Linked DNA regions of Mus musculus: regions 2 and 3 are each linked to region 1. A link is a contact called in public HiChIP or PLAC-seq data. All regions are on one chromosome and are shown on one strand. Each heading gives the region's core, a stretch centred on a gene start, on an enhancer-like site or on the middle of the called end of the contact. The rest is flanking DNA. Distances are from core to core; before and after follow the strand shown. Region 1 holds the start of Mdm4 (transformed mouse 3T3 cell double minute 4). Region 2 holds the start of Nfasc (neurofascin). Region 3 has its middle 21 kb from the start of Gm31101.

Region 1 (3,428 bases), core at 329-2,828:
CTATATAGTAAGACCTTGTCTAGAACAGAACAAAACAAAACGGGTAATGTTTACATTGGAAATAATGAATTTGTATGATCCTCCAAAAAGCCCAACTAAATAATTCGCCCAACCAAAATATAGTAGGGAGCATACAATGTGTGTACGGGAGATCAGGTCCCATTTTCTTTGTATAAGAATGCATCTGTAGCCGGGTGTGGTGGCGCACGCCTTTTAATAATCCCAGCACTCCGGAGGCAGAGGCAGGCAGATTTCTGAGTTCAAGGCCAGCCTGGTCTACAAAGTGAGTTCCAAGACAGCCAGGGCTACACCCTGTCTCAAAAAACATCTCTTTCTGGGATCCACATCTTAACACAAATTCTTGTCCAGAAAATAACGACCAGGGAGTAAGCTGGCTCATTGACATGTCAAAAAAAAGAAAAGTAGTCAAAGGATCAGGAAGGGTTAGCTTGTAGGGAAATGAGAAGACTAGAGATGGGATATGGAAGTTGTCTTTTTTTTTTTTTTTTTTTTTAATAGAACAGCAGACACCTTTATTACACTACGCATGAGGCTCATTTGCCTTTCCGGGCTTTGATCTTCCGCAGATAGAACTCCAGCTCCTTGCCTTCGAGCACATAGCCGTCTGCTCTGCCACACTGGCCTGGTCGTGAGGCAATACAGGCGAGAAGCTTGCCCTGCTGGAGCTGCTCCTCCAGGAGGCTGCTGATTTTGGCATTCTTTTTCCTTTCCTCATATTTCTTTTGAATTTTCTTTGATCGTTTTTTGTTTAAAATCTCTTCCTCCTCAGGAGTCAGCTTGGCCCCCTTCTTGCGGCCCAGGGGCAGTGCATAGTGGGACTCGTACCACTGTCGGTACAGCGTGCTGTCAATAAGCACGATGCAGTTCTTCACTAGGGTCTTGGTGCGGACAAGCTCGTTGTTGGATGCATTGTAGACAACATCAATGATCCTTGTTTTGCGAGTACAACACTCAGCGCCCCAGGAAAAGTTCCCCACATCCAATCTCAGGGCACGGTACTTCTTATTGCCTCCTCGAATTTGGACTGTGTGTATGCGGCGAGGGCCAATCTTCGTGTTGGCAGCGGGCCGTCCCAGCTCATACTTTCGCTTCTTGTGGCAGGGTTTTCGCTTAACCCCCCCCCCCCCCCCCCCCGGTCTTGCGGCGCTTTTTTTCGATCGAGACAGGGTTTCTCTGTATAGCTCTGGCTGTCCTGGAACTCACTTTGTAGACCAGGCTGGCCTCGAACTCAGAAATCCGCCTGCCTCTGCCTCCCAAGTGCTGGGATCAAAAGCGTGCGCCACCACGACCAGCCTCTATTTTCTTTCAAAACCTCTTTATGCAAGCAAGGTATGCTGTGGCAAGCCTTAAATCTCAGCACTCGGGAGGCAGTCTGGTTTACATAGTGAATTCCAGGACAGCTAGAGCTACACAGAGAATCCCTGACTCAATAGTAAAATAAAATAGAAAACTATCTCTGTCTGACCTCGGAGGTCCGGAGGCTCTCTTCCCGGACTAGTGTGTACTCAATGGTAGATTCTTCAGCCTTTCTAGCTCTCTAGTCCTCCAGGGTCCGCTCTATGGTTCCCCCGGCCTCCCCGGAAGCTCTTGCGAACGCTGGGTTTGAGAGGCCGGAAGTGGTGCTGCCGTTGCTCGCAGTTTCAAAATGCAGTGCAGGCCTTAGGGTCTCCGGCTGCCACCCCTCCCCCAGCTAGGAGGGGGAGCGACTCATGGAGCGGCCGTAAGGTGTGGTGTTGGGGTCTGGCCCGCGGGGGGCCGGGGGAGCGGACAGAAGGTCCGGAGGCTTCGGAGCTAGGAACCGGGCGGGAGGAGCCTGGGGCGCGGAGGGCGGCGTGGGCCGCGGGGCCGTGGAAGGGGCTGTGGGGGAAGGGTGGCGCTTCGACCCCGGGGTGGAGGAAAATGGAGTGTGGTGAAACGGAGTCCACAGTTAACAGACTGAAAGCGAAGTGAAGGGGTTGATCTTTTATTTGCTCTTCCACTTTGCGGGGTGGGTGAGGCACTTTGAAGGAAAGGAGTCGTAGAGAGAGACCTGGAGAGTGTCATTGGCGTGACTTAAGATTTAAATAATTTCTAGGGCTGCAAATTGTCTGCTTTAGTGTGTGAAAGATACTTGTTTGCGGTCTTCATACGGACCTGGGGCATTTAAAAAATTAAAAAAATATTCTTCACGAATATGTTGTGTTATTATTATTGAGACAGAATCTCATTATTATTATTATTATTATTATTATTATTATTATGACAGAATCTCACTGTGGCCGGCCCTGGCTAACCCGGAGCTTGCTGTATAGACTAGGCTGACCTCAAATTCACAGTCATCTGCCCCTGCCTCCAAAACAGCCTGCTCCTCTACCTCACCGGGACCACGAATATGAACTTTAATTAGCACACCACCCAACGATGCTTGTACATCCCCAGATTTTGACACCACTCTTATTATGACACATCTGGATAAAACAATGCCTGTCTTGTCCTACTCAAGAAAGGTCTTTGTGGATTAGGAACCTCTACCTAATGACAGGCACGACATGTGTCAAAGATATTTGAAACGTTTAATAATGCTGTCAGTTGCTGCATATCCAAGTTTAGTCTCCTCCTTCATACATTTCTGCTAGGAAAAAAGTTTGTTTAGGTCCAAAGTATTACTTTCAGTATTCTTTTACTGTACTGGTCAAGACCACAAACAACTCCTGTTTCGTTTTTTTTAATTAGCTATTTTCTTTATTTACCTTTCCTAGTTTCCTCTCCGAAAATCCCCTATCCTCTCTCCCTCCCTCTGCTCACTAGTCCACCCACTCCCGCTTCCTGGCCCTGGCATTCCCCTATACTGGGGCAAAGAACCTTCACAGGACCAAGGCCCTACCTCCCGTTAATGACCGACTAGGGCATTCTCTGCTACATATACAGCTAGAGACACAAGTCCCACCATGTGTTTTCTTTGATTTGTGGTTTAGTCCCAGGGAGCTCTGGGGGTACTGGTTAGTTCATATTGTTGTTCCTCCTTTGGGACTGCAAACCCCTCCAGCTCCTTCAGTCCTTTCTCTAGCTCCTTCCTTGGGGACCCTGTGCTCTGTCCAATGGATGGCTGTGAGCATCCACTTCTGTATTTGCCAGGCACTGGCAGAGCCTCTCCGGAGACAGCTCTATCAGGTTCCTGTCAGCAAAATCTTGTTGGCATCTGCAATAGTGTCTGGGTTTGGTGGTTGTTTATGGGATGGATCTCCAGGTGGGGCAGTCTCTTGATGGTCATTCCTTCAGTCTCTGCTCCGAACTTTGTCTCTGTAACTCCTTCCATAGGTATTTTGTTCCCCCTTCTAAGAAGGATCGAAGTATCCACACTTTTGTCTTCCTTCTTGAGTTTCATGTGTTTTGCAAATTGTATCTTGGGTATTCTGATTATCTGGGCT
Region 2 (3,428 bases), core at 423-2,922, 280 kb after region 1:
TGGAAGAGGATTGCTTGTTTAGCAAGAGAGAGACACTGTTTTGGTTTCCTTGGGTACTGCATTCACCTGGTGCACAGCACAGGCAGTTAAAATACCCGTACACATAAAATAAAATCAATGAATCTTTACAAAAACAATAAAAGTGTAAGCAATTGTTTACTTTTTCAGGTCTGATACAGTGAGGATGACATGTGGAGCTCAGCAGGTGCCTCTAGAGTGGACACAATAGTCACCACGCATCACCAGAAAATAGCTGCCTCTTGCTGCTCTAGGGATCCACACAACAGGATGCAGGGAGCTGGCCTCTTAGGATAGGAGAATTCTTTATTCCAGGGACCAGGCCACCACTGGATGCTTTTAGTAAAGGGGGGTGAGGGAACTCTGCCCTCCACACAGACCTGAGTGCTTTCAAGTGCCTTCCCCAAGTCTTCTAAGAGTCTGTCAGGTGTTTGGGACCTACCAGGGTCCAGGGACCCTATCCCTCTGGTTGGGTTGACTGGCTCCTTAGTGTCATCTGGTTCTGGTAGGGTGAAGTCTCATTCTCAGGACTAATACCAGGGTGATGCTGAAGTATTGGTTTTAAGTGACTTGCTGCTTTGTATATGTAGTAACCTTGAAAAAAATCGCCCAGGATTCTGACAATCTTGCTTCAAGGCTTTCAAAACTGGCCTCCCTCCCTGCCTCCTCTTTGCCTCCCATCTGCAGCTGTTGGGTTGGAAGCCCCTAGCTGAAGAGAGGCCATTTTGTCAGTGAGTGGATGAGCCTTTACTGAGCACAGGCTATGTGTGGGGCAGGGGGGTGATCTGCAGCGTCTCTTTTCCTGAGCCCACAGGCAGAGGTGGGTTGGGGGGGATGCTGAGACTGGCAGGTGGGTTCAGGTCTAAGTAGAGGTGATACCTGGGTGTGATCACAGAAGGAGTCTCAGAGTGAGTCTCAGAGTGGTGGTGCCTACGGGGCTGTAGTTTTAGGCAGGGAGCTGAATTAGAAGCTTCTAAGGGCTCATTCAAGGTGGGAGGGGGTACAGGTCTCCACCTGTGCACATTAGCTGAGGTCTACCAAGGGGGCGGGATCTCAGCTAAGACGCAGCCCACTTTGCATGCTCAGACCTGCTCAGTCACCGAGGCAGGGCTAACATTTGGATATGTGGTCTCCAAGTTCAAGGTTTTTCCACTCTAACTCAAGTCTGGGACAGTGCCCCGAGTCTCCCCCGGGCAGAACAATTCTTACAGTTTTAAAACAAGACCCACCTGTAATGTCCTCATGCTTTTTCTTTTGTTTGTTTGTTTGTTTGTTTTTTGCCCCTTGTCAGCTTCGGATGAACAACTCAGTGGAAGTTTTTGGAGGGAGCTATGCTCTCCAAAGCTGTGGACAAATTCCTGCCCCTAAGAACTCATAAAGGGGTTATTTGCAGGACAGACCGCAACAGTTCTGGCTCCAGGTCCTACGACAACACGGAGTGCCACTCTTCTGAAGGAGTATCCAAGATCAAGGGAGAAAACAGGGTTCCCAGACTCTGGTTCTGCAACTTGATCCTTAGCGCGTGGGGCGGACTGTGGCACCTGAGCATCCGTCGGAGCTGCTGGGTCCTGGTCCCAGCTTCTCGTACGCAGGGAGGGGTTCGGGGGCGCGCACGCAGGCCGCCGGGGACGCGCTGGCCGCCCGGGGGCGCGCACGGGCTAGTCTCTGCCCTAATGCGGCGGCTGGCAGCGAGAGGTGCTGCAGGGGACGCGAGGGAAGTGGCGGCGCCGGGAGCGGACATCTGGGACTGCGCCCGGGGCTGGAGCCCGAGCTCCTCGAGGTAAGGTGAGCGCGGGTACCCGGTAGGGTAACAGAACCCGGTCTCGGAAGCCCAACCAGCGGCACCCCCTTTGATTCCGCTCTCCTCAGTCCATCTGCATCCCCCGACCTGTCCCATCCCCCTCCATCCACATCCCTGTGCTTTTTTTTCTCTACACTGCCACCTGCCCGGAACCCACCAGATTCTGGCAGTGTCTCCCTCCAGCTTTCAGCCCTCTCCACCCTAATACCCTTTCGGACTCGGCTGGCAACATCCCATATTCCATCCCTCTCCCTCGCTCTCTCTCTCTTTCCTCGCTGTCTCAGCCTCACCATTGGAGACCAGCCAGCCCCTGTGTTTTCTCTCTGTACACCTCACTTTTCAGTTCCCCATTCCACTTATGTTTTCCTGCCTCACCCGTGGCCCCTCTGCTTGCCCTCCCTCCCGCGGCCCTGTGTAGTGCTGGCCTTCGGTTGCTCCCTTCCAGTTTATCCTCCCCGGTCCCCATCTTCACACCCAGTCCCAACCCCTTCACAGTGGCTTCCTTGTTTCCTCATCCTGCACACTCCCTCTGGAACATCTCCCCTACTCTCCTTGGTTCCTAGCCGGCCTACTACCCATCACCTTCTCTGCCTGCCCTTCGTGGTGATGTAGGTCCGGTGCTGACTGGGCTTGGACTCAGTCTACCCACCCTTGTATCGTCCTACTCTGCCACAGAGGCCTAGGGCTCAGTGGGCCAGGTGTTCACTGCTGTGAATTCAACCTCTCTAAAGCCCTTTGCTGCATGTTTGAGCCTGTTCATAGCTTTGGAAGAGAGATACTTGGGTTTGTAGGCCTCTGTGTGGTCCTCTCCTCTCCTGGAACTATTCAGGTTTGCTTCCTAGATGGGATCAGAAAGGGCTTGAGGCTGGGAGAAGAGGCAGGTCTAAGGGAATGGCCCTCAAGCTCCTGAGACTTGTCCTGAGTCCTGGGCTGCAAAAGCCTGGCAGAGAAACCTTGCTGGAGGGCCTAAGAGTTGGGGTCTTAGCAAAGACTTTTCCTCAGCTTCCAAGCCAGCATTCTGGCATCAGGAATGGTCCTGAGTGTGACCCACGACATGGCTGGGAGTGGTCAGAGTGCTGAATCACGGAGGCTGTGGTCCCACAACAGCCCACCTCACTCACTGAGCCAGGGTCTACTTTTCATTCCTCCCTTGGCTTACTGGCTGAGTTATGCATGCTGTGTGTATGTGTGTTGTGTATGAATGTGTATGTTGTGTATGAACATGTATGTGTGTTTTGTGTATGAGTGTGTGTGTGGTTCTGGACAAAGATGCCTCCTCTAGCTCCAGAGGAGAGGGTGACAATATTCCTCTTCTTGCCTGTCTCTTTCTCTGATAGGAGGGCCCTGATGTGCCTCCTCTAACCTTGGAACTGAGGTGAGCCCTGCTGGGCCCAGATCCAATCTTCAGTAAGGCAAGGGCAGGCCATAGCCTTTGAGACCAGGGTGCACAGGAGATGTGTGGTTTGAATAGGGCCAGAGACCAGCAGGTTCAGATCCCATAGAACTTAAGCCTAAGTAGAAGCTGCCCAGGGAGAGGGTGTGGAGCAAGGAAGACCCTGGAGAGGCTGTGGGGGCAGCCAGAGGAAAGGAGGCAGAACTCAGTCCTCCC
Region 3 (3,428 bases), core at 261-2,760, 260 kb after region 1:
ACTGTGGACTCAGACGCTGCCCTAGGTGTTTGCGCAACATTGGTAAATGAAGCAAGGGTCCCTGACCACTGTCTCTTCTGTCATCTGGCTGGTGCTCCGGCACCCATGAGCCTCTTATTTCTGCTTGGTTAGCATAGCAGTGTGTGTGCTCCATTTCCTTGCCTGTGGTGTTTGTGTGGGTATTGCAACATACCCAGTGCTGCCAGCTGCCCAACCAAGCATCCTCTTAGGCAAACATATGCACACAGATCTCTGGAAGCACCAGCCGGCAGAGCCTGCTTGAGACAAATGAGTGCCCCCATGCTTCATGCCACGTCCCGCGTCCCTAGACTCACAGCACATTTTGTGCTCTGGTGACCCTTCCAGGATGCATCTAGCAGCCTGGCTCCGAAGCCCTGAACAATCTCTCCAGCCCTCTAGTGACCTCACTTAAGAGAGCTGGCAGGCATGGAGGAATGGGAATGTAGCTGAGCTACCTGCCCCTGTCTGCAGCCAGCAGCGACCCTGAGGGCAGTGAGCAAGCCAGCACTTGACGATTCTACCTGGTCATAGCACAGTGTACTCGGCATCTGTGTAAACACCATTTCCTCACCTCAAAACTGTTCTGTGGGGGTATGAGTTTGAGGCTAGCTTTGGCTACATAGCAAGACCTTGTCAAGAGGGAGATGCAGGGTGAGGGGTAGAGCAGAGAACGCCATGTGTAGGCAGGAGAGTTAGAAGAACAATCCTTGAGGGTCTACCACATATTATATGACCTTTGCTCTAGGGCTCTGTCCATTGGCTCAGACCCCTCCAAATGAGCTCTTGTTCCCAGTCAGGGTGTCAGATCTTGTGATGTTCCTTTCTGCACACACAGGTTGCCGTACCCCCGACACCATCTTCAAAGCGCTCAGATATCCAGTCTGAGAAAAGGGCCTGGAAGACAGGTCTTGAAGCCTTGTCAATATCTGTGATGTGTGGAGCTCATGGGACCAGGCAGCTTGTCAGGGAATGCACAAATCTGAGAGCCAAGAGCTTGAGTTTGAATCCCAGCTCACTCGTCTATGGCTGTGGATCCACACATGGGCAAATCTCTCCTATGTGGGTTGGGGAAAGGTTGCTATGGGCTCCTGTGGTGAAGGCTGGCACTTGCCTTCTGCTTTGACTATGAAGCTCTGGACACACTTTTTTTTTTTTTTGGAACGGGGCACACAGGCTGGAATCATGGGCCTCTGTGTCAGATAACTATAAACCACGCTGCCATTTCTAGCCCCTGGAATCGCAGAACTGGGCTTTGGCGTGAGCTCAAGTAGCTGCAGACTTCCTTTTTCCACCTGTCCAGAACTCCTACTCCATGTCCCAGTGCCGGCCACTCAGCAGCTGGAGCAGCCAGAACGGAAGCTTACTGACCACATCTTGGAATGCCAACAGCAAAAGGGGGCTGAAACCCTGCTTCTCCCTGCCTCTCTCTGAGCTGGCCTCTGTCCCTCAGTAGCCCTGCCCAGTGCTCGGCACACACATCAGCAGGGCATAAATATTTATGACGTGCAACTAATGCAGTGGCTTACAGGATTCCTGGAGCTTTGAGCGGGCGGGCTCTCTGCACAAGACGCATTTTTACGTGAGGAGGGGTTCCTGGGCAGGAGAGCTGTGTCTGCAAGCAAGAAGGGGGCTCTCAGCCTCTTAGAGCATCCTGGAAGCCTGCCCTTCACTGCAGAGCTGAGTGTTTCCATTTGCAGGGAGGCTTCGCTGGCAGCTGCCACCACGCACTCTGACAATCAATCCATCAGCCTTTGAAGGGAGCTCTTCAGAAGCCCCGCCCCGATGCTACTGGCTGTACACCAACCAGAGAATGGAAAGAATTCCTTAGCCACTCACCCACCTACCCATCTGCAAGCTGACTCCTCAGGAGGTGGGTAGAGCAGAGGGTTCCTAGTCTCACTGTCACAAGGTTCTAGATGGTTCTCGGAACTGAAACCAAGGATGGCTGCCTCTGCCCCCTACCAATGCCCCCCACATTCCCAGCACCTAAGCCCCCAAGGCAAGAAATGCAAATATCAAGCCAACTATGGTGGTGGACATTTGTAATCCTAGCACCCAAGCCAGCTCTGGCTAAACTGAAGTTATATAGTAAGACTCTATCTCATAAAACAAACAAACAAACAAACAAACAAACAAACAAACAAACAAAGGGACCGCAAATATCTCAGACTTCCAACAACAAAGGTTCACACATATCTGAGTCAATCCCTTTCCTTCTGGCTGGCCAGTGTCCTCCCTGGGGCCATCTACTAATAGCCTTTACATGACTTCTCATAGGTCCTGAGGGCGTGGTGAGGCGTAGTGCGCCAAGTCATGAGACACGAGGCTTTCTGCAGAGTGGTCATGGCTCACGCCTCGTGACTCTGCGGAGTGGTCAGGCCTGGGCCTGCAGCAGAGAGTTCCTATCCAGTGGGCCTTTTCCTGGAGGCGTCAGCAGTGGCTAAACCTGACTGGCCATTCAGGACCACGCCCAGCCCAGGCTGGAGAGGAAAATGCTCCTGTAGTGGAAGGGGGGACTTTCAGCTCACCTCCCACCTGTGACCTCCCATTTCCACCCCTCCAGCGCCGGCTCCAAAGCCACTTCCATTCCTAGCACCGTCTGAACCCACACATCCGCTCCTCCAGGATCTAACCCCTTCCCGTTTGCTCCTTTAGCTACTAAACCAGTCTCCTTCCCTTAACCTTACACAGATCCTCTGCTGAGGCGAGTAAGAAAGTGGTAGGGGTATGGGTAGGGGTGGGGGTGGTGAGCACAGAGCTAATCTTTTCCTCCTGGGGGGGGGTGGGGCCCCATGGCCAGCATAAATCTCCTCTACTTTCTCTTAACACCTGGCCAGCTCCTTGTCACTGTGCTAACAACATTGTATTGATTTGCTCACGTGACCGTTTTCTCCCAAAGACCATAAACTCCTTGAGAGCAGAATCTATGTTTTGTTTGTTGTTTTTGAACTCGACTACCCACTGGTGTCCAATAGAGAGCAGGCACTTCATAAGTACAGAGTGAAAGCCTCTCTAAGCTTATAAATTCACAAAAGCAAACGTAAGCTCCAGTTGTTCACACTGTTTCCCAGCAAGGCCAGCGTTGACTGGAGAAGAGAGGTCTGCTTACAGCCTACAGGGGTTTCCAGAGGGCTGCTGCTGCCCCAACTCCAAGCACAAGGCACAAGGTCAGCTGCCCGCCACCCTTCCTGCTGGGGTGTCATTGCCACAGTAGGAGAGGACCCCTGTTCTTGCAACAGGAACAGTGAGTCACTCAGAACCAGTACAGCACAAGGGGGCTGCCTAATAAAGACAATGCTATCTCTTCCCCATGTTAATGGCATCCATCAACAGAGAACCGGAGACCTTGCTCTGGAGTGCCCACCTAGCTTTAAGTGTGAAGGTGAGAGTGTGGATGTAGGTGAAGC

Evidence for each region. HiChIP or PLAC-seq counts read pairs in DNA pulled down with a chosen protein or histone mark.
Region 2: an H3K4me3 HiChIP or PLAC-seq map of embryonic forebrain shows a contact between it and region 1, with 4 times the contacts expected there. The contact joins the promoter of Nfasc here to the promoter of Mdm4 in region 1. A contact is called at or near these places in 5 of 39 promoter capture datasets (cranial neural crest, embryonic stem cells, neural stem cells and 1 more), 8 of 484 Hi-C or Micro-C datasets (the N1E-115 cell line, cortical neurons, embryonic fibroblasts and 2 more), 16 of 115 datasets of contacts at active chromatin or transcription factors (the HPC-7 cell line, embryonic basal ganglia, embryonic forebrain and 9 more) and 3 of 9 other capture datasets (adipose tissue, embryonic stem cells and pancreatic islet).
Region 3: a contact with region 1 is called in an H3K4me3 HiChIP or PLAC-seq map of stem cell-derived neural progenitor cells, with 3 times the contacts expected there. The contact joins the enhancer-like site here to the promoter of Mdm4 in region 1. A contact is called at or near these places in 2 of 39 promoter capture datasets (both in embryonic stem cells), 9 of 484 Hi-C or Micro-C datasets (the N1E-115 cell line, cortical neurons, embryonic fibroblasts and 2 more), 21 of 115 datasets of contacts at active chromatin or transcription factors (the HPC-7 cell line, craniofacial prominence, embryonic basal ganglia and 12 more) and 2 of 9 other capture datasets (embryonic stem cells and pancreatic islet).

Annotation. Positions count from the first base shown.
Region 1 is chr1:133,023,566-133,026,993 of GRCm38.p6, reverse strand. It overlaps Mdm4 (transformed mouse 3T3 cell double minute 4), which reads left to right and starts at 1,578. Exons shown (of 11, transcript NM_001302801.1): 1 at 1,578-1,746. Gm41953 (a long non-coding RNA gene) reads right to left here and starts at 261. Exons shown (of 3, transcript XR_878532.1): 1 at 1-261. It also overlaps the pseudogene Gm29257.
Region 2 is chr1:132,740,041-132,743,468 of GRCm38.p6, reverse strand. Nfasc (neurofascin) reads left to right here and starts at 1,672. Exons shown (of 30, transcript NM_182716.4): 1 at 1,672-1,798.
Region 3 is chr1:132,764,368-132,767,795 of GRCm38.p6, reverse strand. No RefSeq gene overlaps it. Among named protein-coding and RNA genes, the nearest start is that of Gm31101, 21 kb to the left of the region's middle. Within about 2 kb of position 1,510, at least 73 of the 459 cell types and tissues checked have an H3K27ac peak or open chromatin away from gene starts, as enhancers often do. A contact at or near this core is called in the N1E-115 cell line, cortical neurons, embryonic basal ganglia and 5 more, where this site is marked.